2 separate regions of the Anser cygnoides genome follow, and region 1 is linked to region 2. A link is a contact called in public Hi-C data. All regions are on one chromosome and are shown on one strand. Each heading gives the region's core, a stretch centred on a gene start, on an enhancer-like site or on the middle of the called end of the contact. The rest is flanking DNA. Distances are from core to core; before and after follow the strand shown.

Evidence for each region. Hi-C and Micro-C count contacts between places; a contact is called where the count stands out from the background.
Region 1: a contact with region 2 is called in a Hi-C map of liver, with 2.1 times the contacts expected there. The contact joins the enhancer-like site here to the promoter of CASTOR2 in region 2. A contact is called at or near these places in 4 of 7 Hi-C or Micro-C datasets (fetal liver, granulosa cells and liver).

What each region holds. Positions count from the first base shown.
Region 1 is chr18:4,224,924-4,232,481 of Taihu_goose_T2T_genome, forward strand. CASTOR2 (cytosolic arginine sensor for mTORC1 subunit 2) reads left to right here. Exons shown (of 9, transcript XM_066979646.1): 7 at 510-592; 8 at 1,525-1,619; 9 at 5,912-7,558. The coding sequence ends at 5,977. Among named protein-coding and RNA genes, the nearest start is that of RCC1L, 30 kb to the right of the region's middle. Within about 2 kb of position 3,083, at least 2 of the 3 cell types and tissues checked have open chromatin away from gene starts, as enhancers often do. A contact at or near this core is called in fetal liver and liver, where this site is marked.
Region 2 is chr18:4,106,615-4,113,529 of Taihu_goose_T2T_genome, forward strand. CASTOR2 (cytosolic arginine sensor for mTORC1 subunit 2) reads left to right here and starts at 5,334. Exons shown (of 9, transcript XM_066979646.1): 1 at 5,334-5,753. The coding sequence starts at 5,641. It overlaps LOC106041069 (a long non-coding RNA gene), which reads left to right. Exons shown (of 4, transcript XR_010825737.1): 3 at 3,100-3,189; 4 at 3,541-4,937.

The sequences.
Region 1 (7,558 bases), core at 1,833-4,332, 120 kb after region 2:
CACCAACTAGCCTTCTTTCCTCACTACAGAACTGGGATCTTTGCAGGGCTCTCAGGGGCCTCCCAGGGATGGTATGGTAAAAAGCACTGGTGATGCTCAGACACAAAAACGTTGGGCACTGTCACATACCAAAGAGAGTGTGTCTAGAAGCATCTGCCGCCTCTAGGTGCTTCAAAACCAGCTCAAGTCAAGCACTTGTATTAAAAGTCTTAAGGTTTTTAAAGCTGGGGCATCGCCTGTTGCTTAGGATTTTTTTTTCTGTGCCTCACTGAGTACCTGTGTACACTTCCAGCATCAGATGCTTATTTAGTGTAGGACATCTGGAGGGGCAGGCAGGTGCACCTGTGCCGTTTGCCATGACTTTTCTCAGTTTCACCGAGCTGCTGCTGCTGCTGCTATTGCTGGCTTCAAGCAGGGAAGGGATACAGGAACAGCAGCATACCCGCAGGCAGAATCCGACACACCGCTGTGTTTTAATTGCCGCATTTGGTGTTCCTTTTCTTTTGCAGATTTCCTAATAATTTGTTGTTTACAAGTGCATCTGGCGAACTCTGGAAGATGGTGCGGATTGGTGGGCAGCCTCTTGGCTTCGGTAGGTAAACATTTGGGGGATCAGTTGGTGCACAGGTAGCCACTTGCCTCGGGGCCTTCAAAGGTGATGGAAAAATCCATCTGACTGAGGCTTTTTGAGAGCCAGCAGCTTAACTTGACTTTGCAAGCTGAGGTTTTCAAATAGGTAGAGCCTGACTCCTACCTGATAAGTCAGACTTCCAGGTCTAGAAGTGCTACGTGCTTGACAGCTCCATCTAAATTACATTCATCTGCTGGTCATTGGCGGTAGATACAGCTAGGTCTCTGTTTAAAAATTAAAAATGGACAAAAAGGCAGCATGGGAATGCATTGTAGGTACTGAAAGCAGCAGTCAGAAAGCACTGTTGTACTCCAGTGCAATCCTTGGAAAACTCTGGGGCCTTAGGTTGAGTATTGAGTTACAGCAAGGGTCCTGTTCACAGACCTGTTTCACTTCCAGTGCTGCAAACGTTTTTTCTACTGAAAAGAGTATTGGACCTAAGTAGCACAGAGCAAATACATCACATCTGCAGAAGTATTCCTGTTATCTTCATGTCTCCTGCAATTATAAAGGAGTCCAATCTGAGTTCTGCAATAAAGACATGATAGTCAGAAAACACTGGGGCTCCATCCCATGGTTTCTGTAACAGTTCCAAAATACAGGCTTCAAGAAAACTTCTGAAAATTTCTTTCCTTTTTTTTTTTTTTTGGTACTATTTAGTACTTTCTTCCACACCAGACAAAAAAAATGATGCAAGAAGGAAATTTTCATGCACCTTCTTTTAATGCATCTCAGAGGCAAAATATGTAGAAATGGCCCAGCATATTAATTGATAGAACCTGCCAGTCCCCTGAGTATGCAATATTTTAATATGTTAGCTTAGAATCCAGTTGAGATGTTTAATTTGTATCAGTGAAATGGACAATCATTCATTTTTTTTATCTCCCCTACAGATGAATGTGGAATTGTCGCTCAGATTTCTGAGCCTTTGGCCGCGGCCGACATCCCAGCCTACTACATCAGTACTTTTAAGTTTGATCACGCGTTGGTGAGTCTTAAGGAAGCTTCTTTGGGGTAGGGGAGGTCTTTTGGTCTTTTTCCTTGGGAGAAAAACCACGAAGAGAATAACATTTCCCATCTGGAGAACTCATTGAGGGGCCTTTTCTGTGATGCAGCGGCCCTGTGTCACAGGCTCCTGAACCAAGCTCAGCCCTACCCCAAGGTAAAACCTCATTAGGGATTGTCATTCTTGGAGAATCATGGAGACTTTGTGACCTTCCCAGTCTCTTCCAGTGCATCACTGTCCTTTGTTAGGAACAGCCACCGACCCGCTCCATTTTCCTGCAGTCATGGTCAGAGCCTGCAGACTCTCCGGAGCATGGTGCATTTGTGGGGGAACTGTCCTGCACCAACAGCACCCTGCTGCCTTCATCTCGTGGTGCCTGCGTGGCCCTAACCTCTGCGGTTTGAGATCTGTCTGTGAGTCAGGGTTAGCTCTGCTCTTCCTGCTCTGTCCTCCTCCTGGTGTAGACCTTTCGTAGGGAGTAATAACTGGCAGCCGGGCAAGGGCAGGTGATTTTGAGGACGTGTTTTTGTGAGCATCAGTAGCAGTTGCAGTGCAGGCATTGTCTTGTCATTCGTGTGGGGCTCTCTTCTCTTTTATATCAGCAGATATTTTACCTTTTAGGCACTGGGCCTACCTCTGCTCCTTCCTTCGGCTTTATAGGACACCCTCAAAAATGAGGAATTTCCCTGAAAAGGGAAGATTGCTACACCTGTGCCTGCAAACAGGATGGCATTTCTCTTGGAGCCTGTTCCTCAAGTATTTAGGGAGGGAGTCAGTAGCCTATGCACTAACAAAACTAACAAAACTCTGCTGTTTTGTGCTTTTTGTTTTCTTAAATATGCCCTTTATTGCGTTATACCTCTCCTTATATCAGTGTAAATTCACTGTCCAGGCCCTACTTTTGACCTGTAGAAGCTCCAAGGAGTTCAAGGGGTTTTTTTTGCACTGTTTTTCCTTCAGCTAATTACTTTGGTTTTTCACAGCTGGCACGAACCATTTGCAGCCCGTAGGTCATATGTGTAAAGAGTAAAAGGTAAATATTTTTCTAGATAGCAAAGGTCAGAGTGTTATATATGCTTGTCTTATTTTCTTGAATATTAACTGTGCTGATAAGATAAGCTAATAAAACACCATTTTAAAATCAATACTGTTAGCTTTGCCTCACATTCCTACCTGTTGTTGTGGCCACAGGAACATGCTTTCTGTGCAGGGCACAGGGTGCACAGTGCTTCTAATTGTCAAGCGATATCTGGAGAGCTAAACCCTGCTGCTGAAAATAGATTTTTCACTTAAAACTTGTGCCATACAATTGTGATGACTCTGCAGCAGCTCCGCCTTTTAAAAGCATCTCTCCCTGCTGCATCCAAGCCCAGCAGCTCCCTGCCTCTGAGCAGCTGGCAAGGTGTTATTTTGGCTGTGCATTAAGGTCTTGCATATCTCCCTTCCTCAAATCAGTATTTTATCCTTTTTCTTGCTACTTGTTGTTTTTTTCTTACAGTTTTAAAAGCCTTTTCATCTGGATGGTGCTATTCTAGCTGTCAAAACCTTTCACCAAAACATGTTGGATGCTGGTGCTTTTCAAGCCCTCCTTTGCTTGACTTTGCTCCAGAAGCAGTGGCTGGGCTGTGTGCTTTCTGGCTCTAGGCTGGTTTGGTTAGCCAAGAACCTCACCTAGATTCTGGCATGTTTTCCCTAACTTTACACTGTTTTTTTGCTACGCAAACACCTTGACTTCTAGTGGCATTTCTCAAGGTCTAAGAGCATCCTGAATCCTTTCTCTGCATCCTCTCTTTCTTTGTTTAAGGTCATTCAGTATTTGCTGTCAACAATTTAGAGTGCTTTATAAAAAAAATGTTGTTCCCCTTGACCTGATCTTTATCCTCCTGTCCATCTTAAGGTGTTTTTTGTTGCTTATTTTTTTATTTGACCTGGCTGTTAATACTTAGGTCTCCCTGCATTGCTGGAGCAGTAGAAGTGTGCTCTGGAAACCAGGAGCTGTGCTTGAGAAGAGGTCCCTTTGGGAGACATTGCTGAGATGGGAACCTCCAGGTCTCTGGTGTGATGATGTAGGACTGGGCTGGAGAGAGCTACGGTTTCCAGCTCCCTCTAGGGTATGTCTAGAGAGAGCAAGTGAGAAGGGTCCCTTTTAGCTTTTCCAGGTGCTCTGCTCTCATTGCCTCATGCTGGGAGGTGTCTTGCTCTTCACCAGCATTTTGCATCCGATGAGGCTGAAGCAATGTCTGGGAGGTAGTTTGGAGCTTTGCTCTGCCTTTCGTGGATGCTTTGCTCTGCCCTCTGGCTGACGAGTGAACGTGCTGCACCAGTTGCCCTGGTTTGGGGATCTCTTATAAGGGGCAGAGAGGGGTAGGACTTCTCCACTGGTGGCAAACCAGGATGTTTGCCTACAAATCAAAACTGTTTGCACATCTGTCCTGGAGAAAATCAAGCCGAAACCTTCGTGGTATGATTGATATTTCCTTGACATTAAGGGCGTCAAGCATTTTCCAGTGAGTGAAGGTTCAGCCTGCTGAGTTTAATTAAACAAGGAGGTGCAGGTCAAAGCCAGCTCTGCTTCCTCCTGCTTCTGTACTGCCCTAAAGGAGCACATGGAGAGATCCTGATCCTCTGCTGGGTCTGGCTAAGGAAACGTGTCCTGCAAACTCGGTTCCTGTGTCTTTTCTCATTATCTTCTGGAGAAGCAAAGAGCCACACAGCATCTACCACTGCAGTATTCAATGTACAGGGAAAAAAAATGAAAGAAGCAGAGGAGAGTCCTGTCTCATAGTCCTATTTCATGCGGTGGATGTTTGCTGGAGTTTTCTTCCAAACCCAGAAAAAATAGCTATATGGTTGTTCTAAGATTATTTTCTTCCTTTCCCAGCTGACCTTTGTTCACACATCATCAGAGTTAGCGTCTCCTGTTCCATCTTCCCACTGGAAAATTGAATGCTTTTCTTGTTATTTCTCATGGCCTTTTTTTTTTTTATTATTTTTCTCAGTTTTGTTAAAAGCCCTGCAGAAAATCACAGCCCAGTTTTATTTCCACTGTCTGAGCTCTGAAGGGTCTCCAATGAATCCAGGTATTGTGCTCCTGGCCAAGGACTCAAATACCTCACAGACGAAGCAGTCCCTTCTTCAGCTTACTTAACGTGAATTATTTTGGCTTCTTGCAGCAGCTCACAGATAATTTATTTTTCCCTCAGTCCCCTCTCCACTTTCCAGGAGCTGTTAGCTGCCTGTCCCCTGAGTGTCATCTGTGGTTTATGTAACGGTCAGACGCCTCTTTTCTGTCTCACGTAACTTTACTTGTGATATTCTTTTCTACTGATGACAGTCGCTCCAAGATCTTCTGCATCTTCTGTTACAAGGGATTCTTCCTGCACCAAGTGTGAACAGACACCCACAAATAATATTGTGTGTGGACTTCTGTGGTTAAGTTTCATCACAAGATCGGAGTAAGAACTCTCAGGTGCTGTGCTGCACCATCTGGGACCCCCACCACAAACAGATGGGCAGGCCTCTTCTTCTTTGGACAAACGGTCCCTTCGTCACCTGATGTGGTCTCCCCACCCACGCTCTCGTGTCCCAAACCTGTAGGGTGCCCTGGAGAGCCTCACGGGCTCTCAGGCAGGTGTATAAATCCATCAGGCAGGCACCGTGTGCAAGTGAGCTCCTGGCATACACACGCATAAAGCAAAGTCTCCGGGATAAATGAGCCACGAGGGCTTGCAGCTTTACCCCTTTCCTCCCACCTGTGAAATCCATACAGGGAATTGCAAGGTTTGAGGTGGTTTGGGGGCAGAAAGTGGCTCTCCTGAGCCAGACCCAACGCTGGAGCAGTGGCAGCACCAAAGGTGGTGGTGTGTTTTCTGCAGTCCTGGGTGGGGAGCGGCTGCTCCCCCTCCTGCCAGGGGCAGCATTGCTCGCCCCAGCGTGGTGCTTTGCCAACAACAGCAAGGGAAGAGAGGGGAGAGGGAGAAGAGAAGGCAAGGAAGGGCCTAAAACTGTTGTCTCCCCACCAGCAGACACCGTACAGACAGCAAATAGCCAGCTCTCACTTGAAAAACTTGCTCCTATGGGAGCTACACATCAGCACTTTCGCACCGGAGGGGGTCTCTCGTAGACAAAGCCCTTTCTCAGTGGAGCTCAGGTGTCCAGCATCCCACCTGGCACCCTGGGGCTCTTCTGGCTTTGTCTCCTGCCTCTCTCTTCGTTGTCATCCGACCCTGGCTTTTGCTAGAGCCTGACCTTTCTCTTTTTCTGTTTTCTTGCAGGTACCTGAAGAAAATATAAACGGTGTGGTCAATGCACTCCAAGTCAGTCAAGCTGAAAAGCATTAGAAATCTTCTGAGCTGGTTCCAGATGCTTTTTATTATTATAATTATTATTATTATTATTATTATTATTCTTTTTTTCTCACAGTATTTCTCGAAAAAAATCTGATTCCAGAGAGTGACATGAAAAGAGACTGTGGAAAGTTGAGCAGAAACAGCTCCAATAAGCCTTTGTTTTAATTATTATTATTATTATTATTATTGTTATTTTATTAAATTTCTTTATGAATGAGGGGCAGGAGGAAAGGGAGTTCAGACAGTTTCCTGAGGCCCAGCGCTGAGGCGAAGGGCGACCTTTGGCGGTGTGGAAGGAGCGCGCCGGGGACACCGGTGTCTCCCTGAAATGTGGCGGCACGGCTGCGGGCGCTCTGCCGAGGGCTTGGTGGCACGGCCAGAGCAGAGGGGCCATAAACACTACGAAATGTGGAATTAAACGGAAAAGACGTCGCATAGTGCTGGCTTGTCTCCTCGCATCAGCCTTTCTCTGAGGACCGTCCGTCGTTGCGTATGTTGAGATAGGATGGGGACCGGGTTCTGTTTCCCCTGACAAAACTCTTTGGCGTTGGAAAAGGGGAGAGTATCCTTTTGTCTGAGTTGTCCCCTTCTTTCCTTTCTCCTTGCAGTCAAAGCCTGGCTGCCTGCAGTAAGCCCGGGGGGGACGTGTTGCTCTGGCCTGCCTCCCAGGTGGTGCCACCACCGCTTTGTCTGCTTCGAAGCCCGGCCGTTCCAGTTCAGTTTTCCCCAGCCACCCTCGGTGTCCTCCCAGTGTGTCCCCTGTGCTGGGGCAGCTGTTGGCCCCTCACCCCACGTCACAGCTGTCCCCTTGTCCCCCAGGGCCAGAAGAGGAGGAGGGAGGCTTCTCTTCTCACATCCCCTCCGTTCCTTTCCCGTCCTATTTTTGGACATTCATGGGGGCATGAAGCGTTGCCCAGGGCCCCTCAGTAGCTGCTCCTCCCCTACCCTGCACAGCCTGGGCCATCTTGTCCGAGACCCACAGCAGGTTGTTGTCCCCTGCAGGGCCAGGAGGGTGCCCAAACCCTGCCAGGACCCTTCGGTGGGTTTTATCAGCTCCTTCATCACCAGGGTGGAAATCGCTGCTGCCTGGGGACTCGATTCCCAGGGTCTTTCCATTGGGTTCAGGCCTTTGAAAGCCACACGGTGCTGAACGCTCCTGAAAAGCAAGGTGTTTTGTCTGGCCCCGCCACACGCAGGTGACATGGCTCTTCCCCTGGGGCATGCTTGTGTCTGCCTCATGTCACAGCTACAAGGTGGCAGGGCCAAAGCGCTGAGGTGCCACGGGGGACAGCGGTGACCAGCACCCGGAGAGCAAACGGCACCCCGAGCAGAGAGAGGGGAGGCCACCTGCAGGCCTCTGCTTTTACAGCGAGGAGCCCGAGTATTTCTTGCGTTCCTGGGCTTCCTCCTGTCTTTGACGTGAAGGAGTAGCAGTCTCAGAGTTTTAATGAGGACTTACTGAAGAGACGGCCTCTAGCATGGATTTCGTGAGGCTGCATCTCGCAGGGTTTTGCGTTAAGCTGCAGGCAGTATGCAAGCTCCTGGGATCGCGCTGTGGGCATGGTTTGTGTT
Region 2 (6,915 bases), core at 4,084-6,583:
CAGAAGCTATGTAATGCTGATTACAAGTGCCAAAGCTTGCTTTTGCTAGCCCAGGACTGGGAGTCCTGTTGTTTCCTGTTCTGCAGGGACAGTAGCTGTTAAGTGTCACCAAAGCATAGGACATAGCTGGGAACCAGGGGGTAAGGTATTTATCTCCCCTCCCTGAGCAAGGTATGTGGTTGTAACACTCCTGCTGGACATCTGGGCTCCTCGCAGGGGCTGGTGCAATGGTAGCGGCTCATCGGCACCTCTGCTGCCCTGGGAGCATGAAATGCCTGACCTGCTCAGCCCACTTTGTACTTCAACAGTAAATTAAAGGTCTTCATTAGCTTATTTGATAGTTGAATAAAATGCTTTGAAACACTGGCACATTAACTGCAATCAAGTTTTGAAAGGTCTCTGGTTGCTAGAAGGAAATTAGCTTGATAAATCGCTCTTTTCAATTAAACAAATGGGTAATTTTTCACAAGCAAGCCCAGAAGCTATCATTTGGGAAGTTTTTTTTTTATTATTATTTTTTTTTCACCTTTGCTTTTTTATTTTTTACATGATTTTTCTTAAAGAACTGATTGAGAGAGACTAATTGTCACTGGAAGTGTAAGACAACAGCCTGTAAAGCCATCCTGTCTGTCTGCCTCCAACAACCTCACAGGGGTCCCATGGCCAGGCGGTGTCCTGTGAATTGTTTGTCCAAAATGGCAGTAGCTGATGGCACAGCTTTGTTTTTTGCCTGTCTTTCTGTGCCTCTGCTCACCGGTTTGTGTAAAGAGGTGTTACCCTCCCTGGGTCAGAAAGGCCTGTTTAACTTCAGCTAAGGGTTCCTGGATAATTATAGTTACTAAGTAACTTTCATCCCCAAATAAACTGGTTAAGAAATGTGATGGCTTCCCTTTTGGTCAAAACCTGAGACTGACCTGAAGATACCTCCAGTCCTCAAAGCTTTGAACACAGTCTGCATTCAGAAAGTGCTCCCCGAGACTGGAACAGATTGTGTCCCTTGTGTACTGAGCCTGAAGGGGACCCCAGAAATGCACGCTGACCCCAGTTTCGCACCAGAGCCACAGACGTGCTAAGAACTTCATATGCTCTGTCTACTGCGGAAAAGCAAACGCTAGTATAAACAACTGCGACACTGGATTCATCTTGCCTTGGGCATATTTATCCAGGGTATTGCCATTACGTCATTCACATTGGGACTGGTATTATCTGCTGTTTCACATCTTAGAAGCCGGTACGAGCCCTAGTCAGAGGTCAAGATGCTGTTGAACTTCAGATGTTGCTGAAAGAAAAGCATAATTCTGCTAACAGCAGAGTAATGTTAGGTTTGCAGCAGTGCCATGTCAGACAAATCGTGTGAGAGAATTTCAACTATATTTCTTTTTTCTTTTTGAAAATGAGGTTTTATTGCCAAGAATTTAGATACTGCATGTTAAAAATCTATCTGTAAAAGGCAACCATAGCCTCATCTTTGAGAACTGAATAGAGTAATTTGGGGCTTTTTTATGGTATCAGAAGAGACCACAAATGATATAAGAACTTCCTTCCACCAGCTAACTAAAATAATACTGAAATATCCTGCTGTAGTTTGGAGTAACTGCATAAAACATGATGACTCACGTGATTAGAAATTCTCCTTTATTTTTCCTCTGTGCACAGCGCTGCTCTTGGTGAACTGTTCATCACAGTGCGTAATTACATTCCTTTCACCTAAACTGTTTCTACGTTTCCCATTTCTTTTTCCTGCAACGCTGATTGTTCTCGAGTGTCTCGGTTTGAGTGGAAGCGATCTGTATGCAGAGACTCGGGTGTTGGGCTGCAGTGTGGTTTATGAGAAATTTAGCATTGGGACAAAAGACTCAGGAGAGCTAGAGTCTCCCAGAGGACTGTTGTTGACCCATACCTGGCTGCTGAGGCAAAGGTTCAAGGCACAATACAGACTATCTTCTTGAACTTAGGGTTATCATAAAACACTGCATTCCTTCAGAGGACCTCACTACTAGACAAATGGTGCCTGGGGGCGAACAGGAGATGGCTCTTGCCCTGCTCGCGGTAAGAAGGTTCACGTGAACATGAGCAGAAGCTGAAATATCTGAAAACTGCCCATCTGTTCAAGTACGGTCTGCACTTCTACAGGGAAACCCAGCCGCTTCTGGCCTTGGGGCTTCAAAGCCCAGGGTTTGCTAAGCGTTATCGGTGGTCCGCGACCTAAGGCACTCAGAAATCTCTTCTACTTGTGATGGCTTGTAAGGGCTCTGCTCCCCCTCCAGGCAGGAGGTGAGTCATGGTGCCTGGTCCTCATACTGAGATTTGTTTGGCTGCTATCTCATCTTCCTGTTTTCTTGTCCGTTCTCCCCATTTCTTTGTTCTGTCTGCCCAGCATGTGCTGTGGTAACTGACATTGGAAGCTGTGTGGGCAGGGAATGGGTTTTGTTTTTAATTAAAAAAAAAAAGTGTGGTTACATCATCTTGCACAACAGGTCCCTGCTCTGTGGCTGGGCCAAGAGAGTCCTTTCGAGCTGCAAAAAATATGAAAAACTTGGAATTGCAATAATTAAATGATATTACAGCATGTTGTATGTAATAACAACGCATTCCAGCCTGCTCCCTGCACGGAAACTCCCAGGTACACCTGGCAACGAGGGAGAGAGAGATCTGAATACTAATGGCAACTGGAGGAGGGGGCACCTAATAGTATTTTGGCTAATTGCCAGGTTGCCTGCTCTTGAAAAATGTGCCTGTGCTGAGCTAGGCATATTTTTTTTTTTTTCATGTGGAGAAAATTGGGTTGTGTGTTGGTAGGGTTCGATATTTTCCTAATGCTTCCTACAGTCAGCTGTGCGAAGGTTCACGTAGCCACGAGGGCTGCACTCACTGCCCCGCGAGGCCTTCGGGCCTTCTTGGAAAGGCTTGGAGCAGCTGGTCAGACCCAGGAAAGAAATTGCAATTTTGGAGAGGAGCAGATGTAAACTTAAAAAATGAAGAAGTATTTCTGTGTTTTGTGGGTTTGGGGGGATTTTTTTTTTTGCTTGTTTGCTCGATTCTTCTTTTTTTAGTAAATCCAGATGACTAACTCAGGGCCTCTTTTCTCCTTCCCTGCAGGCGGAACAAAAGTCTCTGATGATTTGCTTGCTTCAAAAGGTCCCACTGATTTTACCTTTGGGTCTGTTCTACCATCTCTCATTGTTTCATGTAAGCATTTTCTGTGGTAATTAGGCTGGTAAAAGCATATTCCCTGGTGGCCCTCCTGGAGTGCCTGCCCTCCCTGGGTTGAGAAAGCTCTGCTTGGGGGCAGCATATTTTGTCTCTGAGCGGGGAGGCAAAGAGTCGATATTGTGAATGCTGTCCTGATTATGATGGAAAATCTTTTAAAAGAGGAAAGTTTTGCTGCATTTCCTAGAAGCAATTCAGGCTACGTTTGTCTGATTTCCTCTGGAAGCTCACAGCAACCTTGACGGCAAATGTTTTGTCCCTGGCTGCTTCCTTCTGGACTCTGCGGCCTGCATTGTCCCGCAGGAACACAGCTATCTCTGTGATTTGCAGATGCAGGTGCAGGCACTTTCTGTAGCTGGGCACAGATACAGCCAGAGCTTTGAAGACCAAGACCTTGAACTAGCAGTGGAAGCAGATTAAAAACCCTCTTCAGCTTCCTAAAATGCAACGCCTACAGTCATCAGGACTTACGCGTGAGGCAACGAATGAAAACAACCCCTAGGTTTTTAAAGGCTTTTAAAAAATGTATGAGAGTTTCAATATTTTGTTTCCTTTCCTCCAAATGATTTCAAACTATTGATACGAATGCCTCTGATTTCAAGGTTTTCCTTTTGGGATATAACAGAATTTAGACAGCCTCTCAGAAGTATGGCCATGGGCAGGAGAAGAACGGACGCGTCCAGCGGGGCAAATACAGCCATCCAGCGGGAATTAACAGAGCAGAAAGGATTTGGAAATTCTAGTTTCTGAAGCTTGCAGCAGGCCTGGATTCAAGGGATTTCTGCCACAGGAACACAGGCCCTAAAAGGTTATTGAACTGTGGAAGCTCATCTCAAGCAGAAGAGTGGCCCGGAGAGGGGCTTAGCTCACCGAGCTGTGTCTTGCCCCTTGCACACAGCCCGTGTCTCAGTTTCCCCACATGCAGAGCACAAGGGCTGTAACCGATGGTCTTTACAAAGTCGGTTTGTCATCCAGCAATGAAAAGTGACACAGCAGTCTGGGTATTGCTCTTATTCACAGCAGAATCAGCGTGATCCAAAGCCAGAGTGAACCCTTCCACATGGGAGGTTAAAACCCCAATTTTTGGTCCTGGTTCTGAGATCCCCCACCCTTGGCGCAGTCAGGCCAGTGTGCGGGAGCTGCCCCGCCAGTGGGGTGCTGGTGTGGAGCCCCGACCCGTCCTTCCCTGGCAGCACGGCCACCGCCATCCTCATCCTCACACGGCTGCTTTGGCCTTCCTACCGACCGCAGCTCTCCTTTTGTAACACCTGGGTGCACATTGGGGTGGTTTGTTCGCTTCGGTTTTGCTTTGTGGGGAAACTGATGCGGGCTGTGCGTCGGTTGTATAGGAGAACAAACGGGGTAAGATGGGAGTATTTCTGTGTAGGGTAATAACTGGGGTAAGATGGGAGTATTTCTGTGTAGGACAATAACTGGGGTAAGATGGGAGTATTTCTGTATAGGACAATAACTGGGGTAAGATGAGAGTATTTCCTTTATTATTGAAAACTTCTGAAGCTTCTCTTTTCTGCTGGGTCTTGGCTCCGGAAGGATTGCGCTGTGTGCCTCCTGAGCCAAATGATAAATAAAAGAAAAATAAAGAAAAATAAATAATAATAAAGTAAATTAAAATAAAGGAAAATAAAGAAAATAAAGAAAATGAAAGAAAAATAAAGTAGTAAAGAAAAAGTAAAATAAGGTAAAGATAAAGTAAAACAAGGTAAAGATAAAATACAAGATATTATAAAGATAAAATAAGATAAAGATAATTAAAGATAAAAATAATTTTAAGGATAAAATAAAGTAAAATAAATTAAAATATAATAATATAAAATTAAGATAAAGTAAAATAAGGTAAATTAAAGTAAAAATAAAATAAATGAAATTTTTTAAAATAAAAAGGACCAGGCCGGGGGCTCGCAGGTAGGACCCCGGCTTTCCCTCCGAACCACCCCAGCGGGGACCCGGGGGGGGGCTCGGGGGCTGCCGGCGCCCGCCCGGCGGTGGCTGCGCGGACTCCAAGGCCCGGCGTGCGGCGGGGCGCTGCGCAGGCGCGGGCCGTGAGTGGCAACTTGTTTGTGCGGCCGGCCCCGCTCGGCTCGGCTCGGCTCGGCTCGGCCCCGCTCGGCTCCGCTCCCTGCCCCGGCCCCGGCCCCGGCCCCGGCCCGCCCCGCTCCGCGCCCCCCCGCGCAACTTTTGCACCCCCGTCCCCGCCCCCGGAGCCGGGCAGGGGGAGAGGAGCCGGGCGAGGAGGAGGAGAAGGGAAGGAGGGAGGGAGAGAGAGGAGGGGGAGGGAAAAAAAAATAATAATAAAAGCAACGGCAACACAAAAAGCGAGCCCGGGGCGCCGGCGGTAACAGCCCCCCCCCCCCTCCAAGCCCCCCCATTAACGCCGGGGCTAGATGAACTACAAATGAGAAAGAGGAAAAGATGGAACTGCACATCCTAGAGCACAGGCTCCGGGTGGCCAGCATAGCCAAGGAGAGCATCCAGCTCTTCACCTACGGATTGATCAAACTTGCCTTCCTCTCCTCCAAGACCAGGTGGGTGCCGGGGACCCCCCCCTGCTCCCCCCCAAAAGGGGACGGGGTTGGGGGGAGCCCCCTCCTCGCCCCTGGGTGTGGGGGGGGGAGTTTGGGGGCACCCAGCTCGGGGGGCACCCCCCGGCCGTCCTGCACCCGGGGTGCTGCTGCCAGGGGTGGGGGCACCCGGGGGTGCTGCGTTTTTTGGGGGGGGCACCTTGGGGTGCTGCGTTTTGGGGGGGGGGCACCCTCCTCGCTAGGAGCCGGGGTGCTGGCCCTGGGGGGCACCTTGCCCCCCAGAGGGGTGGTTTTGGGGGGACAGGGGTGTCCTCCCTGCAGTTCTCCAGCCCCATCCCACGCTGAGAGGGCCGGAGTTTGGGGTCCCCCCCCAAAAGGTCCTGGGGCAGCGCAGCGGGAACAGGTGGGGGCCGGGGGGGCAGGCTCGGGGCCACCGCCGGACAACAAAGGCAGCGGCAGGAGGAGGAGGAGGAGAGCTCGGTGCTGGTGTTTTTTTCTCCTCTTGCTTTTTTTTTTTTTTTTCCCCTTTTGCTCTTTTTTATTTTTTTCTCTCGCTCTTTTTTTTTTTCTCTTTTTTTTTTTTTCCCTCCCCTCCCGGTTGTTGCCGCTCGCTGGCGGGGCGGCTCGTCCAAAGGTTTGCGCTAAAAGGTGTTTTTTTGGTGCTGCCGGATTGCAGGAGGGCAGGGGAAATGCTCGCCTTGCACTTGGTGCTCTTTAAAAATCGTGGTGTTGAGTAATAGGGATTGTGCTAGCTTTCTGGAGGAAAAAAAAAAAAAAAACAAAACTGTAATGGAAGGCACCGTGAAGAATTTTATTTTTTTCTTAGGGGAAGGAAAGAAAACGCTCTGGCCGGTATTACCGAGTGTGCCTCGCTGCCTAGGCCTTTCACAGCAAAACAACTTGAATTGCAAATGCATATTCCTATGTCTTCACTTCGCTTGTTGACTTTGTTGCTCTATTCAGAAAGAGGAATGGGAATGTAAATAGCACGACTCAAACTCTTCTTGTTTTTCCAGCCTGGTAATTGGTATTTCAGCTTTCTCCTCAGATTCATCTTAGATAGCATTCTTGTAATGAAGGTGGGAAATTTTCTTTGGCAGGAGGACAATAATAAATAGATAATAAATTTGCTTTTTATTTCTTAAATTGTTTTATTCCAAGCTGT